Linked DNA regions of Anas platyrhynchos: region 2 is linked to region 1. A link is a contact called in public Hi-C data. All regions are on one chromosome and are shown on one strand. The core of a region is the stretch at or near the end of the contact, and the rest is flanking DNA. Distances in the headings are between cores, read along the strand shown. Region 1 has its middle 39 kb from the start of USP25. Region 2 overlaps USP25 (ubiquitin specific peptidase 25).

What was found. Hi-C and Micro-C count contacts between places; a contact is called where the count stands out from the background.
Region 2: a contact with region 1 is called in a Hi-C map of subcutaneous adipose tissue, with 4 times the contacts expected there. The contact joins two enhancer-like sites. A contact is called at or near these places in 4 of 8 Hi-C or Micro-C datasets (liver, skeletal muscle and subcutaneous adipose tissue).

Annotation. Positions count from the first base shown.
Region 1 is chr1:103,725,583-103,730,445 of IASCAAS_PekinDuck_T2T, forward strand. No RefSeq gene overlaps it. Among named protein-coding and RNA genes, the nearest start is that of USP25, 39 kb to the right of the region's middle. Within about 2 kb of position 2,294, at least 1 of the 8 cell types and tissues checked has an H3K27ac peak or open chromatin away from gene starts, as enhancers often do.
Region 2 is chr1:103,815,222-103,820,084 of IASCAAS_PekinDuck_T2T, forward strand. It overlaps USP25 (ubiquitin specific peptidase 25), which reads left to right. Exons shown (of 26, transcript XM_027449278.3): 6 at 4,283-4,369. Among named protein-coding and RNA genes, the nearest start is that of USP25, 50 kb to the left of the region's middle. Within about 2 kb of position 2,685, at least 1 of the 8 cell types and tissues checked has an H3K27ac peak or open chromatin away from gene starts, as enhancers often do.

The DNA of each region.
Region 1 (4,863 bases), core at 1,044-3,543:
TCAGAATGAGTCAGAATTACTCGAATATTTGCTCTCATCTCAGGGCAGAAATGCATTAAGAAGCTACAGAAGAAGGTCGCTATAGAAGAAGGTCAGGTACACCTGCAAGTTTTCCATAATGTTATAAGTTGCCCCCTTAATTAATTTTCAGAGAGCATTGCATTAATAATAGAAAGGAATTTATTGAGTAAGCAACAGCAAGCAAAACAGCGCTGGGCGGCCGGGGAGTCTCGGCTCCGCCAACGGCGCACACCTCACCCCCACCAGGGTCCCTTTTTATATCTTGGTAATTCTGGGATTACGCAGCACATCCTGGTATATTCTGCGACTGCGCGCACTGTTGCTAGGGGGTCGTCTCTGTCCCTCTGGTGGTCGTCAAGATGAAGGCCGTAGTCTTCCTCGGAGTTGTGGTTCAACTTCTTTTTTTATTTGGTCATGTTGGCTCAGGGTGAGACAGGAAGGCAGGATGTTGATACACTAGTTTAACAACTTATCAGGAGATGGTTACATGAGCTTTGCAGCAGTGTCTCTGAACAAAAGAGGCAACTGAGATGCAGAAGGAGAGAAGGGGAGGGGGTTCTCTTTTTTGTTACATTAAGCAAAAGAATTTTCATAGTGTCTAGCCAAGCCTTATACAGCTCCTTACTTCAGCAGGGAGTTTTCACAACTCCCGTTCCTCAAACAGAACTCCTTGTTTTTATAATAAAAAAGACAATGAACAAACATTTATTGTGTATTACACATAATACAGTAATGTAGGAATAAAAATCTGAATTCAGGTGGAAGGCAGTATATATAGGTCAGAGAAAAGGGACTTGGACTTTTTATGGATAAGATTTTAAAGGGCCCTTCACTGGAACTAAATTGTTCTAGCGTTAAGAAAGGCAATCTTTTTCTGCTCAGAAAGCTGAAAACTTGCCGAGAGCCTAACTGTCCTGTGAGTGGTAAACAACCTCATACCACTGTCCTAAGAAATAAATGTAACTCAGGAGGTGATGTGGTTTTGTTTGTTTGTTTGCTTTTTTGTTTTGCTTTTTCTCTGCACCAACAGTGAGACCACTGTTGAATGCCATATCCAATTCCGACATCAGTGCTTCAGAAAATATGACGAAAAATTTGGGAAGGAAAATTTGGAAAGGGCTGTGAGAATGTCTGTGGATTTTGAAAGGTCTAAAAAAATAAGAAAAACTGTATCTGTGAGCATATGATCCTTTGATTCTATGCTAAGTTTGCACATATAAAAGTTTGCTGAAGTTGTATACAGATAAACAACAACAAGGTGAGTGAGGGGTTGCTTTGCTTGTCTTTACAGGAAGAAAACCATCTCACTTGGGATTCCCCATAGCAAGCCATGATGTTATCTCAAGTGGAAACTGTGGTTTTGTCAAGAAACATCTGGGGTGAAACCCAGATGGGTGTGCTGCAGAGGATCAAAGGCAAGGGCTGCCCTGCAGTGTGAAGGGGTGGCTCAAGGCCACTGACCAGGTGGAGCAGGATCCTCCAGCTTTCCTCTGCTGTGGCAACACCAAGCCTTGACCCTTCCTTGCCCTGCTACTGGCAGTGCTTGCACTCAGTTGCTGAGCTGGCAGGAGGCTGCGAGATGGTGTGGGGGCATAAGTTGCAGCATGGCAGGGCACGTAAGTCGCAGCTCTCTCCTTCCCTTTGGCTGCAGGGGATTTCCACCTGCAACACGCTGGCCAACAGTCACTTGCAACCCCGCAAGGCAGACTGTAAATCCATCTGAGTTACGAAAGCCTTCAATCTGCCTTGAGAAATATCTCATTCACCTCTGGAACAGGTGGATTGACTCAGTGGGGTTAACTATAGCCATGTTTGACCCTTACGGGCCTCAGCAGCTACTTGGAAACCACTACGCTGGGAGACAGGTGGGTGAGGGCATCCCCAGGACTCTCCTTATTGCAGCCGCCCCTCCTACACCCTCCCGCCCTCGCCGAGCTGTAATGGCGCCCGAGCCGCCTGCCCGAGCCTTCGGGCGCCCCGAGGCGGCCCCACGGCCCCAGCGGCGGGGCGCTGCCCGCGGGGTGCCCACCAGGTGGCGCCGCAGCGCCGCGGCCGCGGGGCGCAGCCGGGCCCGTAGCGGGCACATGGCGGGGCCGCAGCGGGGCGGTACCGGGGCGGGCTGGGGCTGGGGCTGGGGCTGCCCCGCCGGGAGGCCGCGGGCCCCGGGCGGTGTGCCTCTGGTGGTGTGAGGTGAAGTGGCGCCTTCAAAACCCGCAGTAGCGGGGTTAGGAAGTCGTAACGGCCAAGGAAGTCACAACAACCCCACGCAGTGCTACTGGCTTGGGGGAGAGTGACTGGAAAGCTGTGCAGAGGAAAAGGATCTGGGGATGTCGGTCGATGCTTGCCTGCAAATGAGCCGGCGGTGTACCCAAGTGGCCAAGAAGGCCAGCAGCATCCTGGCTTGTATCAGGAATAGTGCAGCCAGCAGGACCAGGGAAGTGATCGTCCCCCTGTACTCTGATGAGGCCTCACCTCGAGTGCTGTGTTCAGCTTTGGGTCCCTCACTACAGGAAGGACATCGAGGCCCTGGAGCATGTCCAGAGAAGGTCTACGAAGCTGGTGAAGGGCCAGGAACACAGGAACGCTGAGGAAACTGGGGTTGTCCAGTCTGAAGAAGAGGAGGCTCAGGGGAGATCTCATTGCTCTCTACAACTACCTGAAAGGAAGGTGTGGGGAGCTGGGGGTAGGCCTCTTCTCGCAGATAACTAGCAATAGGACTACAGGGAGTGACCTCTAGTTGCAGCAGGGGAGGTTTAGGTTGGAAATTAGAAGACATTTCCTCTCAGAAAGAGTAGTCAGGCATTGGAACAGGTTCCCCAGGGAGGTGGTAGAGTCATCGTCTCTGGTGGTGTTTAAGGAAAGGCTGGCACTGGTGCTTGGGGACATGGTTTGGTTTAGTAGGTGATATTGGTGGTAGGGGACCAGATGATCTTGGAGATCTTTTCCAACCCTTATGATTCTATGAAATGGCTCATGGTTTGATGTGGGCCTCTCAGGCAGGTACCCAGCAGGAAACAAACTCAACCTGTAATGCCACGCTTGCACAGTGCTGTTTACAAACTAGCTGCATTCCCAACTTGTAAAGCAGCAATGAGGCATGCTTTTAAAATCAGTGAGGTACAATAATAACATTTTTGAAGTCAGGTATAATCAAGAGCAGATATTTCAAAGCCCTGAATGTGACACTGTAGGAAACCATACAGAGATCTGAAGGTCACAGAGATCTGAGCAAGACTTGGAAGAGAGGAAATCACAAGTGATCTTCTCAGGAATCTTCCCAGTCCCAACACACAAATAAACAACTTTGAACAACAACAATAACAAAAAGCCAAACAAAACAAAAACAAACCAGAAATCATCTGTGGAGTTGAAGGTTTGACTTTAACAGGACTGCAGGAAGACCTGGGCAGAACTCAAGGCATGGGCAGAGCCCAAGGCACGGGCAGTTTCTAAAGTTATAGGGAAACAGATTAAAAGTTCAGTGAATATGATGGGACATAGAGAAGAATGAAAGGGAGGCAGACAGGTCCAGGAACAGATTACATGAGGCACAACTGTTCACTTCCCTTTCAAGAGCAGCTGTGATGTTTTATCAGTGATTTGCCTCCAGTCAGATGAGTGCAGTTAGTAAGAAGTAACATCAGTCTGGGCAGAACTACAGGTCTGCCTGAAAGAAGTAAAATTGCCAGATTTCACTCATTCATGTCACAGTGTAAATTCTTCACTTTAGTGTATTTAGCTGGATGACCTCTTTAAACAAATATTTTCTAGTTGCAATACTGCTGAACTTGGGAAATTGAAAATTTATTATGGAAGGGAGCTCTTTGTCAAATCAGAACCAGCCTCATGCAGCCCTTTTGTAGCATTTCCTCTTTTAAATATGTGTGGAAAACACTATCCATTTCATCTCGTTCAGGTTTTCCCATTGTGATTATAACTATACAGCAAGATTAGTCAGCCTGACAAAATGCATGAAGAAAATCCAAAAAAAAAAATAAAAAATCCAAAAGCTGCTACCACAAAAGGCAGTTCTTCAGCTCAAGTGTAGGTTTCTGTTGACTTTAGACAAGTTCTGCTCAATATAACTGAAGGTCTTAAAGGAACAGAAATGTTAATAATTTATTATGAATCTGTTATTGATTGCTAGGAAGGTGAGCTCTCTAAAAATGAAGGCAAGCCATGGTGCTTGTCTTAAGGATTTTATTACTCAAGCTGAGATAGCAACAAAACACTTTGAAGGTTGATTATGGACTATATGATGACAACAGGTGAGATGTAGCAGTCACGTAATCACTATGGATGCTTTATTGACTTACATTTTATAAGGCATAAATTTAAAAGATAAAGGGAGGTACTACAAAACTTGTAATGGAGAAGTCATGAAGACAAATGCAGCTGAAGTGACTCCTGAGTCAGTGAAATACTGTTCTGCTTCTCTAGAACACGATGTTTCATTTTAGCATCTAATGGAATTCAGGTGTCAGAACAGATTTATAAAATACTGGTTAAACAAATAAACCAAAACTTTCAATTTTTCTATTGTTAAAGAGAATGTGTGCTGGTTTTTAGTGACAATTAAAAATTACCATAAAATTTTGATGGCTTATATACAATTCAGGCCCCTTATTGCTGACCGCAAATGTGAACTCAGAAGATAATTTTCAAGTCAGTTTTCCTATGATGAGGGAAGTCTTGTCAGATGTTAGATGGAGCCTGACTAATTAATAAAGTGCTTTCAGGCTCTGCTAGAAGATCAGAGATTATTCTTGATTTGCATCTTAATAAGAAATCATTGACAGTGTAAAGAGTTCCTTTGATTATTAAAATATGACATGAATATTG
Region 2 (4,863 bases), core at 1,435-3,934, 90 kb after region 1:
TCTTTATTTTCAGAACAGTAATGTATTAATTCTTTAAGATTGCTCTATGTTTGCTATACAGACTGAAGGTAGATACGGTCTCTGCTTTGTGGCTTTAAACTCTGAATGAATATAAAATCGGAAATGCACAAAGGGCCCACGGTGGCTAAATGTCATCTCGGCAAATAGCTGTTTTGGGGTGTTAATGCATATATAAGCTTTTGACTTGCACAAGATCATGTTTCGGCTACATGCCAATACCTGAAGGGATTCATTTAAGAGCTCTGCAGAAACGTGTGCTTCTCTTCCCCCCTGCCTAATAATTGCTTTTTAAGCTGTACTAACAAGATACCTTTCAATTTTGGTTTCTAACCAAATTAAATCCTTGCTAAATTTTCTTTGCCAAAATTCAAGTTTATAATTTTCTCCTGTTAAATCTTATGCCTTGGCACTAATTGAGACAAATTTTCTTGCTAGTATTTGCTGCAGACACAATGCTATTGTTATGTACACATACACTATTGGTGGCATTCTTATTCATTTTTAAATCAGTTCATTCTGGTGAAAGTAGCATGCCCCAGGAATGGAAATTGCACAGCTTTTTCTTGTGGTTGTGTTAAGACAAACCTCAATGCTGACCACGTTTCACAAAAGCCAGTGTTCCAGCTGCCTGCCTATAGGTATGGCCTATTTTTGTTGGCTAAGCTTTAATAACCAGGATTTTTCTTGCTTATCACCTTAGGAAGTTTCATTTTTCTACAGCCATTACAACATTAGTCAAATGTATTCGTTCTACTTAAACATCATCATCATTTTCTGTGAAATGAGAAATGTTTTTGGCATCTTATAGCCTGTTTTAGAATTAGTAGCCTGGATTGCTTTAATACAAGCTTCATAGAACAATCTGAAAGCCCTTCCTTCCTTCTGAGTTTAATCTTTGCAAATTGAATAGAAAGATGGCTGTGTTTGTTGTATTACAAGATTGTGTTCTTGTAAACTTTAGAAAGGTAATCAATATTAAAAAATCACCAGCTAGGGCTCAAAAATATTTGCTTCTTTGACCTGGACAGTGGAAACATACGAAATTGCTAGTCTATTTCTTTTTACATCTGTTGCTGAAACAGCTGTTTTTAGTGCTCTGTGCTTACAGATCTTCAAGAATCCATCAAAGAGTGCCTGTCCAAAGCTATATGCAACAGCTTGATAGGTTATCTTTCATCTAGATGTAAAAGTACTGTTTCCTACTCTCCAAGTATGGTTGATGTCAGTACCTTTACTATTTTGGGACTCTGTTGGCAGCTCGTAATGATCTGAGTTGCATGCTAAGCTTTTATGGATTTAATGTGATGACTAATTTACATTCTTACAGTGTTAATGCAGCATCACAGTACTTGAATATTAAGAATTATTACTTTATTCAGCCAAACTAATTTTGTTTTGATAATCCTAGATACTAAGAGGCGCAAAGGGTTAGGCAGGATGTTTAAAGTGAAACCAAGGCTACTTATATTCTGAAACTGGTGTCTGTCTATGTAACTAAGGTAGACATTACTTGGAAAATTGAACATTTTTGATATCTTACATTCTTGAAGCTACACCTCTAAATAGTTCTCTCTAGCATGACAGAAAATATCTATATTACCAACTGTTCTGGGGGAAAGCCTCAAAAAGTCTATTGTCATTCAGCATTGTTATTTTGAACTCCCTAAACTGACAATGTATCTTTTTTTTGTTTGCTTGTTTATCCTCATTTTCTGTTATGCTCTCGTTCTGTCCCTAACTGAAGCAGTAGCAGAAAGGCATTCTGATAATCTGTTCATTTTCATGGTAATTTGAATTGATATCACTTACTACTATTGTGATTCCCTTTCCTAGCAGTGGTGTTAATCTGTCCACTTGGTAAGCAGGTGTTAAGCTAATAGGAAAATAAAACAGTAAAAATTAATCATTTGCTGTCAGCTTAATGAGCTGAGAGGACAAGCATTGTGCAGGAAGTGGAAGCAGAGGTAGACTACTGAGGAGGAGTTTGGAAACACTGCCCAGGCATGGAAGGATGGTGTTAGGAAGTGAAAAGTGAAAACTCACCTGGGGTTAATGCTTGCAGAGGATGCCTATGGTAATAAGAAGAGCTTTTGTTCCTATACTGGTAATAAAAAGCCACAGAAGGACCTGGGTCTAGCTCTGAGCTGTGGGTGAGGATTGAGTCAGTGGTTACTGGAGGCAATTGGGCCCATATTAAATAGTCTATGGGACCCACTGAGCTCCATCCAGTGGAGTTGAGAGAAGAGGGTCAAGTCCTAGCAAGGCTGCTGTCTGTCATCTTTAAAAGTTCACTGAGAATCAGAGGTTTCTTATAAGCTGGGGATCTTTGACATGGTCAGCCTTTGCTTGGTCAAGCAAATGTTCTGACTGCAGTTGTTAAAATGGGGTGTTATTTAACATTTTAACAATGAGTTGGAATATCTGTACAGGTACTTAAAAGGATTCAAATGGATTTAGAAAAAAATAAGAGAAAATAATTTTAAAAGAAGAAAATCAGAAATAAGGTGGGAAATAAAGAGCTAATACTTACTCAAATGCCAGGCAAAATCATAAAGTTTATTACAATTTTCTGTACTAAATTTGGATGTGTTATGAAATTGGCCAGCTCAGCTGCTTGGCACTTTGATAGCACTTGGATTAGTCATGGAGAGAAGTCAGTCTTTGGACATTATATTTCAACAGCTGGTTTATTTTGTGTGTAAGGCATTGCTATGTTTCGCTTGATGAAGAGCCCATCAGTGGAATGTTGTTACATCATGAGACATAACTTCAATTAGTACGAACTTCTAGAATGACACTTGAATTAAATATTAACATTTTCTATGGTTTGAGTAAGTAAACAAAGGACTCGGTGTTTTAATTTTTCTTCTCTGCAAGGAAGGATAAAAGGGAAACCTGTATTCTGACCATCAAAACAGCTGGGGAAAAAAAAGCTTGCCTACTTGATTATATTGATTTAGCAATGTGAGAAAGGACTTTTCTCGTTGGTGTTTTTGTCTTCTTAAATCTAAAAGTGTTAGGAAATACAACTTTGATAGCCGCCTGATTTTGCTGGAGATGGTGTACACTCCGGTATATGGGAAGAGGTCAAACTCGGAAAAGGGTCTTTCATGAGGAGAGCAAATTCTCACAAACTCATCTTTTTTTTTCCATCCAATGTGTTTAAAATTCTTAGAATAAACCCACCGCCTCTTCACAATTTGAGTTTCACTTTCTTGGCATTATGGAGTTGAAATCCTGTTAAGTCCATTGTGGTCTGTGACTTAAGTCTTTACCTGTGTAGAACAAATTGTGGGATCAAAGTCTACTGCCGGAGTAGGCAAACTCTGCCTTTCAAAAATAAATAGCTAATATGTGATCAGGGAAAAAAAAAAAAGTACAGGCTGTAAAACCAAATTGGATGAATTAGAGGGTAAACCTCTCCTGTGCTTCTCTGAGCGTGTTTAAAATATGTTAAACCCTTTCTTCATCCAGATGCTGATCTGTGGTAATGAAGTGATAGAATTAAGCCTAACTTACCTTTAAGAAGCACTACATCTTCAACTTTAACCGAAGCAGTTCATGCCTATACAGAAAAGCAACAATGCAGTTACATCAGTGCTTTGGACTTCAGTCCTAAGCCACTGCTTTGGACTTCTATTTTTGCAATCAGTTGTCTTTTTCTTGTACTGTCTTGGCTCCAGGCTCTGTGTTCTGTGGTGTTCTTCTCAGGTGTGCCCTTTTTCTTGTCCTGTTGTACATAAAATTAGAATAACAGCAGTTCCTTATTTGCTAAGTTGTGTAACCTGGTTTCCTTACTCTAACATGCAGTATTCAAATCCTGGAGGAATGGAAAGAATGGAATAAGTACAGATTGCAAGTGGATTTAAGTTGCATGTACAAAGATATAGCCTCTCTGCATTGAGGCGGTAGACGATAGAGGGGCTACAAGACTAATTTTACATAGTCAAAGAAGCTTTTATTTTGATTTGAAAATTAACAGCTATACAGTTAATAAAATGCACTGAAAAAAGTAATTTATTTTACCTATCATATAAACTTATTTTTTCATTTAACTATAAAGTTTTTTTTAATTATGCTTTTTCAGTAAAGTAATTGTGTAATGTTGAAAATATATTTAGCGAAGTTTAAGTAAAACAATATATAATGGTAAAGTTTCATTTTAGAAGCTATATGTTTAACATTTAATTTATTGGCACACTTTGGAATAATTTTTTAGGGTTTTCAGAAGTGCTTTAACACTTTATTTGTTTCTTTTCAGTCATTATTTAATCTACTGGAGTTTCGAAGACTAGTTTTGAATTTCAATCCTCCTGCAAATGCTCAAGACTTGCCTCGAAACCAAAAGGTAAAATTAGAAGCTGACTTCCCCTAGTGGTTAATAACGGCATTTCTCTATTGTAATTGATTTTTGCACTGCTCTCTAGTTCAAATTAGCACAGATGTTACAGGTGCCAATTAATATCGCTCTGAGCTTCTTATTATGGATCTTACATAAAATACTTTGGCTTTGTAGTAGAGTACCTCTCTTAACATCCTGCCCTGTAGACTGCTCAGCAAACAACTGCATAGACCAGATTCAGTGGAAGGGCTACTCTGAGCCTTGTGCAACAGCTGTGGCAGCACTGATGCTAGTGGGTGAGCATTTTTAACGTGGCAGTAGTTTGTATGAAGAAGCATGTTTTATTCTGCACCCTTCACACTGTGCAGCTGTGGGCATACTTTTTGGTTAGTCTGCATGTGTTTGATCTGTATAGGTTTTTTGGCAGCATTGTTAGTGCTGACCTGGCCCCCTCATTGCTTTTTGGGGATGTTTATTATTTGCAACTCATGATCTGAGAT